Regions from separate parts of the Urocitellus parryii genome. Here region 1 is linked to region 2. Evidence: chromatin contacts called from public Hi-C data. All regions are on one chromosome and are shown on one strand. Each heading gives the region's core, a stretch centred on a gene start, on an enhancer-like site or on the middle of the called end of the contact. The rest is flanking DNA. Distances are from core to core; before and after follow the strand shown. Region 1 holds the start of Yipf5 (Yip1 domain family member 5). Region 2 holds the start of Nr3c1 (nuclear receptor subfamily 3 group C member 1).

What was found. A called contact is a pair of places that touch in the nucleus more often than the background predicts.
Region 1: a contact with region 2 is called in a Hi-C map of muscle, with 5 times the contacts expected there. The contact joins the promoter of Yipf5 here to the promoter of Nr3c1 in region 2. A contact is called at or near these places in 2 of 2 Hi-C or Micro-C datasets (liver and muscle).

What each region holds. Positions count from the first base shown.
Region 1 is chr1:98,352,002-98,357,689 of mUroPar1.hap1, reverse strand. It overlaps Yipf5 (Yip1 domain family member 5), which reads left to right and starts at 2,844. Exons shown (of 6, transcript XM_026384443.2): 1 at 2,844-2,950; 2 at 3,462-3,581. The coding sequence starts at 3,472.
Region 2 is chr1:97,643,631-97,649,112 of mUroPar1.hap1, reverse strand. Nr3c1 (nuclear receptor subfamily 3 group C member 1) reads left to right here and starts at 1,469. Exons shown (of 9, transcript XM_026384454.2): 1 at 1,469-1,575; 2 at 4,985-5,482. The coding sequence starts at 4,998.

The sequences.
Region 1 (5,688 bases), core at 1,595-4,094, 710 kb before region 2:
AGTTCCAAAAATAATTATTAAATCAGCATTAAATTTCTTTTGACATCTGAAAAATAGTTCTATCCAAAAGTATTCTGTATCATTACAGGAAAATCTATCTTGCCCAAACAACAATTTACTGTAAAATAATTAAAATAACAGAAGCAGAATTTGAATAACAGCTCTAATACAGGGGATTGAATGAGGGAACTCTTTTTAAGAGATAAACAATGATTTGGGGAAAACAGTAGTCATATTTGGGATATGTGGAAATAGTGAAAAAAGATATTGGGCAATTATACTGGCTTTTACTGTTATCAAGTTTCATTATGGAACTTGATATGATACAGGTACAAATGCCAAATCTCCATCTCAAGTGGTGTTCGGGGATATCATTGAATAATAGGAGCAAACTTCCCATGTTCAAACTATCTTTTCTAGCACATGACATAATTACTATAAAACAAAGGTAAAGAAGGTAGTTCTAAAATACTGACAATTTTGCTGCTATTCTAAGAAAACAAAGTTATTTTATGTGTGCTTGTGAAGTACTTATATTAGTATTACACTAGTATGACTGTCAACCAAATTAAAATGTTATTCATGATTAGAATGTCTTTTCCATTTTTGTTACAAGTTTGGTGATTGGTACCTTGTATCCCATAGCAGGAGAAAGCAGCTGTCCCAGAGCCCATTTCATGTTCCATCTTGTGACCTGGCTAAGGCTTTCTACTGGTAAATAAGTCAGCTTGATGACTTTAACAGAGGACAGCACATTTACCAGTTTCCTATAACTCTCTGGAGCCTATCCCAGAAAGGGAAAGCAACTTCAAAATTTTTTTTCCAAAAAGAAAGACCCATATGTCTAGCCATGAAATTAATCGATCCTCTCAAAATCTCCAAGGAACTTCTGCAAGATACCTTGGCTTATGTTTCAAAGTCAAATAATATGGAAAATTTAATCACGTAACTCAGTTTTCTTACTTGGTTTCTCAGTTGGGGCAGAAGTTGGAGGAGAAGACATTTAAACAAATATGGTAATTGCTTTCATATACAAAAGCAGAATTTGAATAAAATTTATGCTCAACAATTCATTCCTAAGCAGACATTTATTGTTCATATTCTTCTATTTCATTAAAATTTGAGAGTGGTACACCTCTTTTGAACTGGAAGAAATAGAAATATCAGATGAGATTAGAATTTTTTCAACCATAAGATCACTAAGTGATGGATTATTGCATATTGTTAATAAACAGAAACTTAGCTTCATGGATAAAGTAGCTTAAAGAGCATAACCATATAATTTGTGAACCAAGAATAGATATTCTTGAGAATGAAAAGGGGACACTATTAATAATGTTGGGGGGGGGAAACAGGCATAAAATGAGACAATGAGACAAATCATAATATATGTTCTTTCTATCTAAAGTTATGCAGAAGATACCTACATCAATAAATGCTAAAGTGATTGGCAAACAGTGGTAAATTAAACAGTTTGATGAGCAATTTCAGAAATTCACGCTGATGGAGCTGGAACTTGTAAAGGTGGCTAGCTGTTTATTGTACTCTATGGTATACTTGGTTTTTTTGGTTTGGACGCTATGTTCTTTTGCTGTTACTACTTTAGTTTGAAGCATAATGTTTGTTTTGCACTTGTTTTATTTTGAAGTGTTTATGTGTGCCCAGAGAAAAGTTTCAACCAGTGAAATTTTATTATTCCTTTGGAAATTGGTCCCAGAGCAATGGTCTGGCTTCTTTTCTGAGGACCACAGTATTTTGATCCCAGTATATAATGAAAAGGCTCACTATATAAATTTAAGTACTGAACCCTCAAAGACGGTTCTGCTTATTGGTTAATAGCATGGTATTAAAGTGACAGTATTCAAGATTCCACCACCTTGGGAAAACTGACTGGAAATTGTGATTCTAGGAAATGTCTGAAGCCATTTTAGTCACAACTCAGGGGAAGGGGTACTACTGGAAATCTAGTGGATAGAGGTCAGAATGCTCCCAAACATCTTACAATGCACAGGGCACTACCCGCCCCTAGAAAGAACCGTCTAAACCAAAATGACAGTAGTGCAAAGGCTCAGAAAGCCTGATTTACACCTTTCCTCACACCATGCTTTTCCTCATTCCGGGCTTTGCACATGCTATTCTCTCTGCCTGCAACACTCAAGCTCTCCTTCCATCCTCCGCCATTATCCTTCCCTCTTTTTCCCTCTCAAGTTAACCTTTTGATCATCACCCTTTCTAAGCGGCTGTTAAGGCTCTTTTTTTCCCCCCCAAATGAATATTACACCTTTCGAAAAATTATAAGACATTAAAAATATCAATAACAACTTATTTGTATGTGCTTAATTAGCCCTCTCGCCCAGAGGGACGGTTACCATAAATCTAATAGTCACTATTGTATTCCCAGTAGGTAGCACAAAATGAACACTCACAAAAGTAAAGTAAGAGGGTAACCATCTCATTAGGTTGCAAAAATTAAATACTTTAAACTGTTAGTACCGCGCCTGAATCACTGTACTTCCAGAGAGACCGCGGCTCTGTAGCTAGTGCACAGGAAAGGGAATCCCTAGGTTTCATCTCGCGGCTTCCCGTCCGTTCTCCTAGCTCCGGGACAAGGGAGGAATACTGCCTCCTCCCACCAAGTAATCAGCAATTGCTGCGCCTGCGCCTTCTTCCTCCGCCGTTCACCAGGTGCCAGAAGTACTTTCCCTCTTCCCAGTGGCCCGTCAAGACGTTGCGCTTGCTCTAGATCTAGCACCGCCCCCTCCGCCGCGACCCGGACTCCAACCGAATATAAACCTGCCAACACGCCTGCGCGAGCGGGCGTGCCCCGGAAGCAGTTTTTTGGCCCTGTGACACGTAGCAACGGGGCTACTACAGGGTCTGGAACTGAGTTGGGGGTTATTTGGGGCCGCTGGAGGTACAACTGCTTCCGCCGCTGCCGACCCCGCATTTGGTGAGTGTCCCTGGTCTGTGGCACACTCTTTGGCTTCTCCCGATAGTAGTGCGGCTCGGCTTGTTGCCCTCTTTCGGCGCTTTTCTCTAGACCCTTACTCTCTTTTCAACTCCTTCTGCCGTGGTCTCAGCACCTTAGGCGCGACCTTCTAGGATTCTGCACTTTGCTGACGGGCCTTGAGCCTTGGTTTCAAGGTGACTGCCGTATTGTCAGCTGTACGCCTCTGAGGAATCATCTTTTTTAACTGATCTTGTAGATCCTTGTGGAGTCACCCCTCCCACGACCTCGCCCCTACCAAAAGCTTATCAGCTCCTTAAGATAGAAGTGTCTTCCACGGCCTCGACTTAGAAACTAGATATTTTCATACTCCTTTTCCCCGACCACCTTCCAAATGCTGCTTTCCACAATTACTGGGGAATAAATGTTTACTGTCTTCTGACTGTTTGCTTAAGCAAAGTGCCATGAATGATTTCAATAGAGCCTTGGGCATGCTTTTTCTCTTCTATTTCAGATCATTTGCAATGTCAGGCTTTGAGAACTTAAACACGGAATTCTACCAGACAAGTTACAGCATCGATGACCAATCTCAGCCGTCCTATGATTATGGAGGAAGTGGAGGACCCTATAGCAAGTAACCTTTCAACTTTGGCGATTTATTTAGTTTACATTGCATTGAAAGCATGTATTCAGAATATGTAGTTCTGTCCAAAACTGAATGTGTGAACGTGTCCCTTTTCAGGAATGTGATTATTAATAAATTTCTTTTCTGGAGAGATCTGTGACACTAATTTGAGTTTGAAGAGATTATCCTATTTAGAATTTGGTATCTTCTGCAAAATCTTCAGGTATGCCAGGGTAGAGAAGTAGCTTATTGAGATGGTTACAGTATTTCTGTATCCTTTAAAATGAGGATGCAAACTTCAAGTACCTAGAAGATAGGCTACTACATAGTCCCATTGGACTGTCAAAACCTTTTGATGGCTTGTGTGGTAAAACAGTCCAACTTTCTGATTTTTATCAGGTAATTGATTTTGGCTCATAACCCCAGCAGCTGAGGAGGCTGAGACAGGAGGATCACGAGTTCAAAACCAGCCTCAGCGACTTAGTGAGACCCTGTCTCAAAATTTTTTTTTTAAAGTGAGGTTGGGGAGGTGGGGGATGAGGCTCAGTGGTTGAGTCAGCCTCTGGGTTCAATTCTCATTACCAAAAAAAAAAAAAAAAAAAAAAAAAGAAGCTATCAACTCTAATTGAAAGTGCTTGGTGGCACTGTTTAAGACTGTTTTAACAATGGAAGCTCCCTGTTATGAGTCATCAGGTGATTTTCATATAGCAATTGATAATCATTTTTATTATTGCTCACACTGAAGCAGACATTATCAGTTGCAGATTCAATAGGAAAATTGAAGTCCTTTCAGTCTGAACTGTTAAAAATAGAATGAAATCTTATTATAGTATCTGGAGTTTGTGGCAAAAATATGTTAACTGAAGGTTTTTTTCCCAATTTCTTCTAGAACTATCCTATCTTTAGTCTTTTAGAACCTTAGAGATAAATCTCATTATTCTTCTGGCAAATGAAGGAGTTTTCTACATTAGGGTTCCTAAACATTTTTAGGTGGTCCTGGATCACTTTGATAATCTTATGAAAACTGTGGACCTGTTTTTCAGGAGTACATGCATAAACTCCCCAAATAAATGTGTATATAACTGTAGACAATCCATGTTTCATCTGTTGTTCATCTATGGATCCTGGATTTAAAACTCCATGAAGACTTTTCCATGATGAGGGAAAAGATTGTGTATCTAGTCAGTCTGTGAGAAGTGTGTAGTACTAGAATACATTGCATTAATGTATCTGAGTGAAAGTGCCAATAATTTTTAAAAAAGAAAAATTCAGCCCCACTATGCACCTTTTTATAACCTATAGACTATTTAAGTCTGATAAATTTAAGATGTAAATATATAACCTGTTGAACAGTAGGGGTGAACATGTAAAAATACCCTGAATCTATGAATTATCTTTTTCCTTTTGTGTAGTGCTCAGTTACATACCTATGAGTAGTTATCTCTCTTGATCTAACAATTGAGTAGAATGGGAAAATCATGTTTAGAGGTTTCCAATCATTAATTTACCTAAATATGTATTTTTGATGATTGCTTTGTGTATCAGAGGGCCAAAGATTGACCAGGGACTTAGGCTCTCCAACGCTTGACTGCTACTAGCTATCTCAATATGCCAGCCTGTTTTTAACCAAAAGATCTTAATGTTTAGACTTGTAGAAGTATTCCATTTAGATGCAACCTCCTAGGTCTGTCTACCTCAGCATTTCTTTTTTTAACCATCTTTAGACTTATAGAAGTAGTCCATTTAGATTGCAGCCTCCTAAGTTTATCTACCTCAGCATTTATTTTATAATCTATCCATATTTGTATCACTTAATAATGTGTGCTGGGCACAGTGGCACATGCCTGTAATCCCAGCTGCTTAGGAGGCTGAGGCAGGAAGATCATGAGTTCAAAGCCAGCCTCAGCAAAAGTGAGGCACTAAGCAACTCAGTGAGATCTTGTCTCTAAAATAGGGCTGTGGATGTGGCTCAGTAACCACATGCCCCTGAGTTCAATCCCCGGTAAGCCTCCCCCAAAATAAAAAACAATAAATAAAAAGGTGGCTTATCTAATTGCAGTTCTCCATTTGGAAGTTGTATAGATATTCTGTTGCTAACTATTTTCATAATTCCATT
Region 2 (5,482 bases), core at 220-2,719:
ACTATTGGTAGTTTGGGGACCAGAGCCATGAAAGAGAATTGATTCTTGTCCTCACGACTCAGGAGATGGAAAAACTGGCAAGTAGGCAAAGTAGAGTTATCTAAATAAATACTTATTTGTCCACTATGCGCATCCAAGGCAAGGGCCTCTTTCCAGTTGACATGCACTTTATGAGGATAGCAATCTCTCTCCAAGATATTAAAGTGGTGTCGGTCAACACTGAGTTGGATTATCACTCTTCATAAAAATTCTTCTGGATGAGGGTTTTGCGTGAGCACAGGTTTTGGTTCCCTTTTCTTTCCTGAGGCAGGCGCCTTTTCCTTTGCAAAGATGGCGGCCCCTGGATGTGTGCCCCATTGATCGCCTCAGGACAAGGGGCCTGCTTAAATCCGAGGTATTTCTTACATAGCACACAACACACAGGACAGCATTTACCCTTTAGAAGCAAGGAAAGGCGACTTAGGATAGCCCCGAGGTAGAACCTTTGCCAAGATTGTGGCCGCGGAATGTGCTGGCGTCACCGCTCTTTACCAAGATGGCGGCGGGCGGCTTCCGGCATGCGCTTCCTTAATCGTCTCCAAGATGTCAGAGCAGAAGCGGACGCCGTCAGAGTCGGAACTCGGCCAGAAAGAGTGGCTCTGGCCGCGGCCCGGGAAGGGGATAGGTGGAGCTAAGGCAGTCCCCGCTCTTGTCAGGAGCGCTGTCACCTGTGGGGGCGCAAAAGTTACCTCCCTATACCCTCAAGCAACACCGCACAACCTTACCCGAGTCAAAAAAAAAAAAAAAAATCATAATGTGTGCCACATAAGGTAGGAGGGTGGGTCCCGGTATCGCCCAAGCCTTCCAGACACTGCGAGTTGGGCAGGGGGCTGGGGCGGGGGCTTTAGGATCTAACACCTTCGCCCTACGCCCCTCTCTCCTCCGGGATGGGCCACGTGTTTCCCTCGGTCTGAGGGGGAGGGTGTAACGGGAACAGCTGGAGGGAGTTTAATGCTGACATTTTAAATCAGCGTGTGTTTTGTTTTGTTTGGAGAGGCAGGGGTCCCACGAATGCGAAAGAGTGAGCGACGCGTTGAGGGCAGCAAATGTCAAGATTCGGGGGGGAGGGGCCTCCGCCGGGAACTTGGACCTGAGCCCTGGAGGGGGTGGAAGGAGAGGTCAGGAGTTTGGGCTGGGTAGAGGACGTACTTCTCCAGCAACTTACTATTTCTTTTGCAACTTGCTTTTAAACCTGCCACCCCCTGCTTTCCTTAATCATAATTTTAAAAGTGCAAAGAAATTCAGCTCGCCGGAGGTTTTGCATTTGGCGTGCAACTTCCTTCGAGTGTGAGCGCACTGGAGGGAGGGAGGGGTGGGGGTTGAACTTGGCAGGCGGCGCCTTCTTCTGCCGCCGCCGCCGCCGCCGCCTTCTTACAGACTCGGGGAAGAGGGTGGGGGACGGACAGGGCGCGGGGGAGGGTGGGTTCTGCTTTGCAACTTCTCTCCGGGTGCGGGAGCCCGGCGGCTGCGGACCGGGCCGCCCAGACGATGCGGGGGTGGGGGACCTGCCGGCACGCGACTCCCGCCGGGTCCACAGTACGTAAGCGCTGACCCCCCTCCTCTGCTCTTCTCTACCTTAAGCCTCCCCAGAGGGCGTGTCGGGGGATCCGGCCCCGAGCGCGGCCGAATCGCCACTGCACGGTTTCCGTGCAACCCTGTACCCCCTTTGGAAGTGACATACTTCGCGCAACTCGGCCGAGGGGCGGCGGTGCGCACCAACCCCGCGCCCCGGCGCCCCTAGCCCGCCCGCTGTCACCCGCAGGGGCGCTGGTGGCGCTTGCAGCAGAGGAACAGGGCGAGCTCCCCAGTGGGTCCCGAGCCACGGAGTTGGGCGGGAGGGTGGCAGCGAGAAGAGTAACTAGAGAAACTCGGCTTCTCTAATAAGCTTGCCCCCAGAGAGACCAGGTTGGCCCCCGCCGCCTCACTTTCTTTTGCCTTGGGTGGGGGAGGAGAAGCCGCGCTCTGGGGCGGCAGACCTTCGCGGGGCCAAAGCCGGGGGCCGCCAGAGTGCAGGCGCCGTCGGGCCGCGGTGGCGGGGGCCGCGCGGAGGGCGTGGGGGCCAGGACTGCGGGCGCCCCTGCAGTTGCCGAGCGTCGCCAACAGGTTGCACCGTTCCCCGCGGCCGCCGCGCGGCCCCTCGGGCGGGGAGCGGCCGGGGGTGGAGTGGGAGTGCGTGTGTGTGCGAGTGTGTGCGCGCTGTGGCGCCGCCTCCGCCCGCCCCCCGCTCGGTCCCGCTCGCTTGCAGCGGCCGGGCGCCCTTTCGCGTGTCCGCGCTCCCTCCCTCTCCTCCATTTTGCGAGCTTTGAATCTGTGACTGGAGCCCGAGTCACCGCCCGCCCGTCGGGGACGCATTCTAGTGGGTGGAAGGAGACTCCGCAGCTGGAGCGACGGGGTGCCGGACAGAGGACGCGCGCGCCGGAGCCGGGAGCGAGCTGGGGGCAGGCTTGTCAGCCGGGAAATGGGAGACTTTCTGAAATAGGGGCTCTCCCCTCCCCCTATGGAGAAGGGGGCGGCTGTTTACTTCCTTTTTTAAGAAAAAAAATTCCCTTCTGCTCCTCCCGCTTTCACACGCTAAGTTGTTTATCTCGGCTGCGGTGGGAGCCGAGGACAGTGGCGGGTGAGCGGCGCCTCTGCCAGAGGTAAGAGGCGGGCGGGGTGGGGGCTGGGGCGGGTGCGGGCGCTTGCTCCCCCGAGGTGTCGCCCAGGGCCGGAGGCCGACCCGAGGGCCACCGGGGCAGCCTGCAAACTTTTATTAGCCTCGGGGAGTGGGGGTGGGGGCTGGCGAGGCCCGGTGTCGGTGACGGAAGGGCACCGCGCGGGTGACAGCGCTGGCCTCTTCCTCTCCCTCCACCGCCTGTCCCTGGCCCGGCCGAGAGGGAAGAACCTGAGCTCCGACTGCGAGCGGAACCTCGTCCAGCAGCCCGGGTTTTAAATCCTATCCTCCCACGCAGGTCCCCCTTTCTTTTCCCTCCAAGGGGTCCGCCCGGACTCCCAGTTCCACGGGGAAGCCGCGTCTGGATTGTACTAGCCCAAATATTTCCTCTCCACCCTGGTGCTCCCGAGCACGCCCGGGGTATCTGTCGAGGCTCCAGCGCGCCTCGTTTCTGGCGGGCTTGCGGGGTGTGTGAGAGCGTACACACAGGGGGCTGACATCCTGCAACTTGGAGACTTCGGCCAGGGCCGGCGTTATCTGGCAGAAGTGGGCGTGTCGGAGAGGGAACTCAACAGGTCTGGACACACGTCTCTTAACCTCGCACCACCCCATCCCCCAAAGAACTTGTTTTTTTAGCTTTTGGCATCATTTCGAGCCCACTTTTCCAGGTGGCCCCTAACTGTAAGCGTTTTCGTGAAGATTTCTGACAAGTGCTAGTTTGACGTTTAGGGTTGCGGACTGGAAAACTGTATCCCTGTAAGACCACTTAAGACCCCTTGGTATATGGTTCATTAGGGACGATTAATGTGACAGGGTCATTTGCAGTTTAAACTGGGGGGTAATGTCGCTTGAGGGAAGCATTTCGTTTTATGAAGTATTGTTATGGTTTTGGGTTTGAAGGCAGCTGTCAAAAAAAGCAGCATGGAAATTCATTAGGCTCCATTTGATACCTTGTGTTTAGTGATCATTATCAGATAAAACAGCGAAGGGGAGGCAAACTGCGCAATTTACCTTGAAGATTTTTGTGATGGCAGGTCCCCACCCCTCTCTTCGTCACGCTCCCCTTTTCAGTGAGGGCCAGTGACGTTTAGGCTTCTTAGCGCCTTCATAAAGGAAAAGTTTCCTTTGATTGGACAGGATTTTACAATAATGTCCAAAATGTGCTTATCAAAGTCTTTGCCCCCTTTTAGAACATTTGAATTATATTTACTTGTAATAACAATCTAACCCGTGGAGAATAAGCTCAGACTTGGAATAGGTGAAAGTTTAGAATGCAGAGAAAATTATTCTGAGCATTTTATTGAATGCTATTTTACTTGGATTTATGTGAATGTAATTTTAGTTATGGGTTTTTCTGTTTTTCAGTACTTTGATAATTGGAAAGGAAAAATCTTAAAGATATAATAATATTTCATACTGAGGGTTTTAAGCAGTTTTTAAAAACGTACCTTAACTATTAGTCTAAATTAATGTAGATATTACTAGGAAGTATGATAAGGGTCAGACAGCTCTATTTGTCACATTTAAATAAGGTAAAATTGTAGTGAGAAGCTGAAATGTAAATTTTAGTTGACCATATACATTTAAGTCATACATCTAAAAATCTGGAAAAACTAAAATATAATTTGGAGATACGAAATATTAGACCAGGCACATCTGGTCAGAAATTTGGGTTAAAAATAGGAGCCTTTTCCCAACCTGTTAAAAGAGCAATTCAGTCTTGTTTATTTCTCAAATAAAACATGATGAACCAGTAGGTTATAATAAAAGTTTTGGATGTGTGAGTAGTTGGTAGGAGATGAACTTGGGAATAATATAGGAATAGAGAATTCTAGTGTAGTATTTATCGGATGTTATATATATATTGACTCTCAGAAAAGCAAACAGCCTTGATTGAAAAGAGGTAGGAATTTTAATGATCATACTTTTTTTGAAATTAAATACTTTGACATCAACTTGAACCTTTAGAATAATCAGATGTAATGAATTATAATATCTGTGATTAACAAAGCTACACGTTCTTCAGTGAGTGATAGGATGAATAGCCAAGCTTAATTTGATACAATTTTGTCCTCAGCTGTGCAAATGAATGGCATTGTACTTTAAAATGTGGCACACTGAATGGGAGCAGGGGATATGGCTTTTTATTCTGAAACACATGAAACTACTCTGATAACAAAGAATTTGATCAGTTAACTAAAAGCTTCATTTATCAGGCCATCTCTTACTAATCAAATCACAGAAAGAATGTAACTTTACAGCTTGTTATGTTTTCCATCTTTTTTTTTGTAGCTGATATTCGCCGATGGACTCCAAAGAATCATTAACACCCCCTAACAGAGAAGAAGTCCCCAGCAGTGTACTTGGTTCAGAGAGGGGAAATGTGATGGACTTCTATAAAACGCTAAGGGGAGGAGCTACTGTGAAGGTTTCTGCATCTTTGACTTCACTGGCTGCAGCTTCTCAGTCAGACTCCAAGCAGCAAAGACTTTTGGTTGATTTTTCAAAAGGCTCTGTAAGCCATGCCCAACAGCCAGATCTGTCCAAAGCAGTTTCACTCTCCATGGGACTGTACATGGGAGAGACAGAAACAAAAATGATGGGAAATGACCTGGGATTCCCACAGCAGGGCCAAATCAGCCTTTCCTCTGGGGAAACAGACTTTCGGCTTCTGGAAGAAAGTATTGCAAACCTCAATAGGTCGACTAGTGTTCCAGAGAACACTAAGAGTTCAGCATCTGCTGTGTCTGCTGCCCCCACGGAGAAGGAGTTTCCTAAAACTCACTCTGA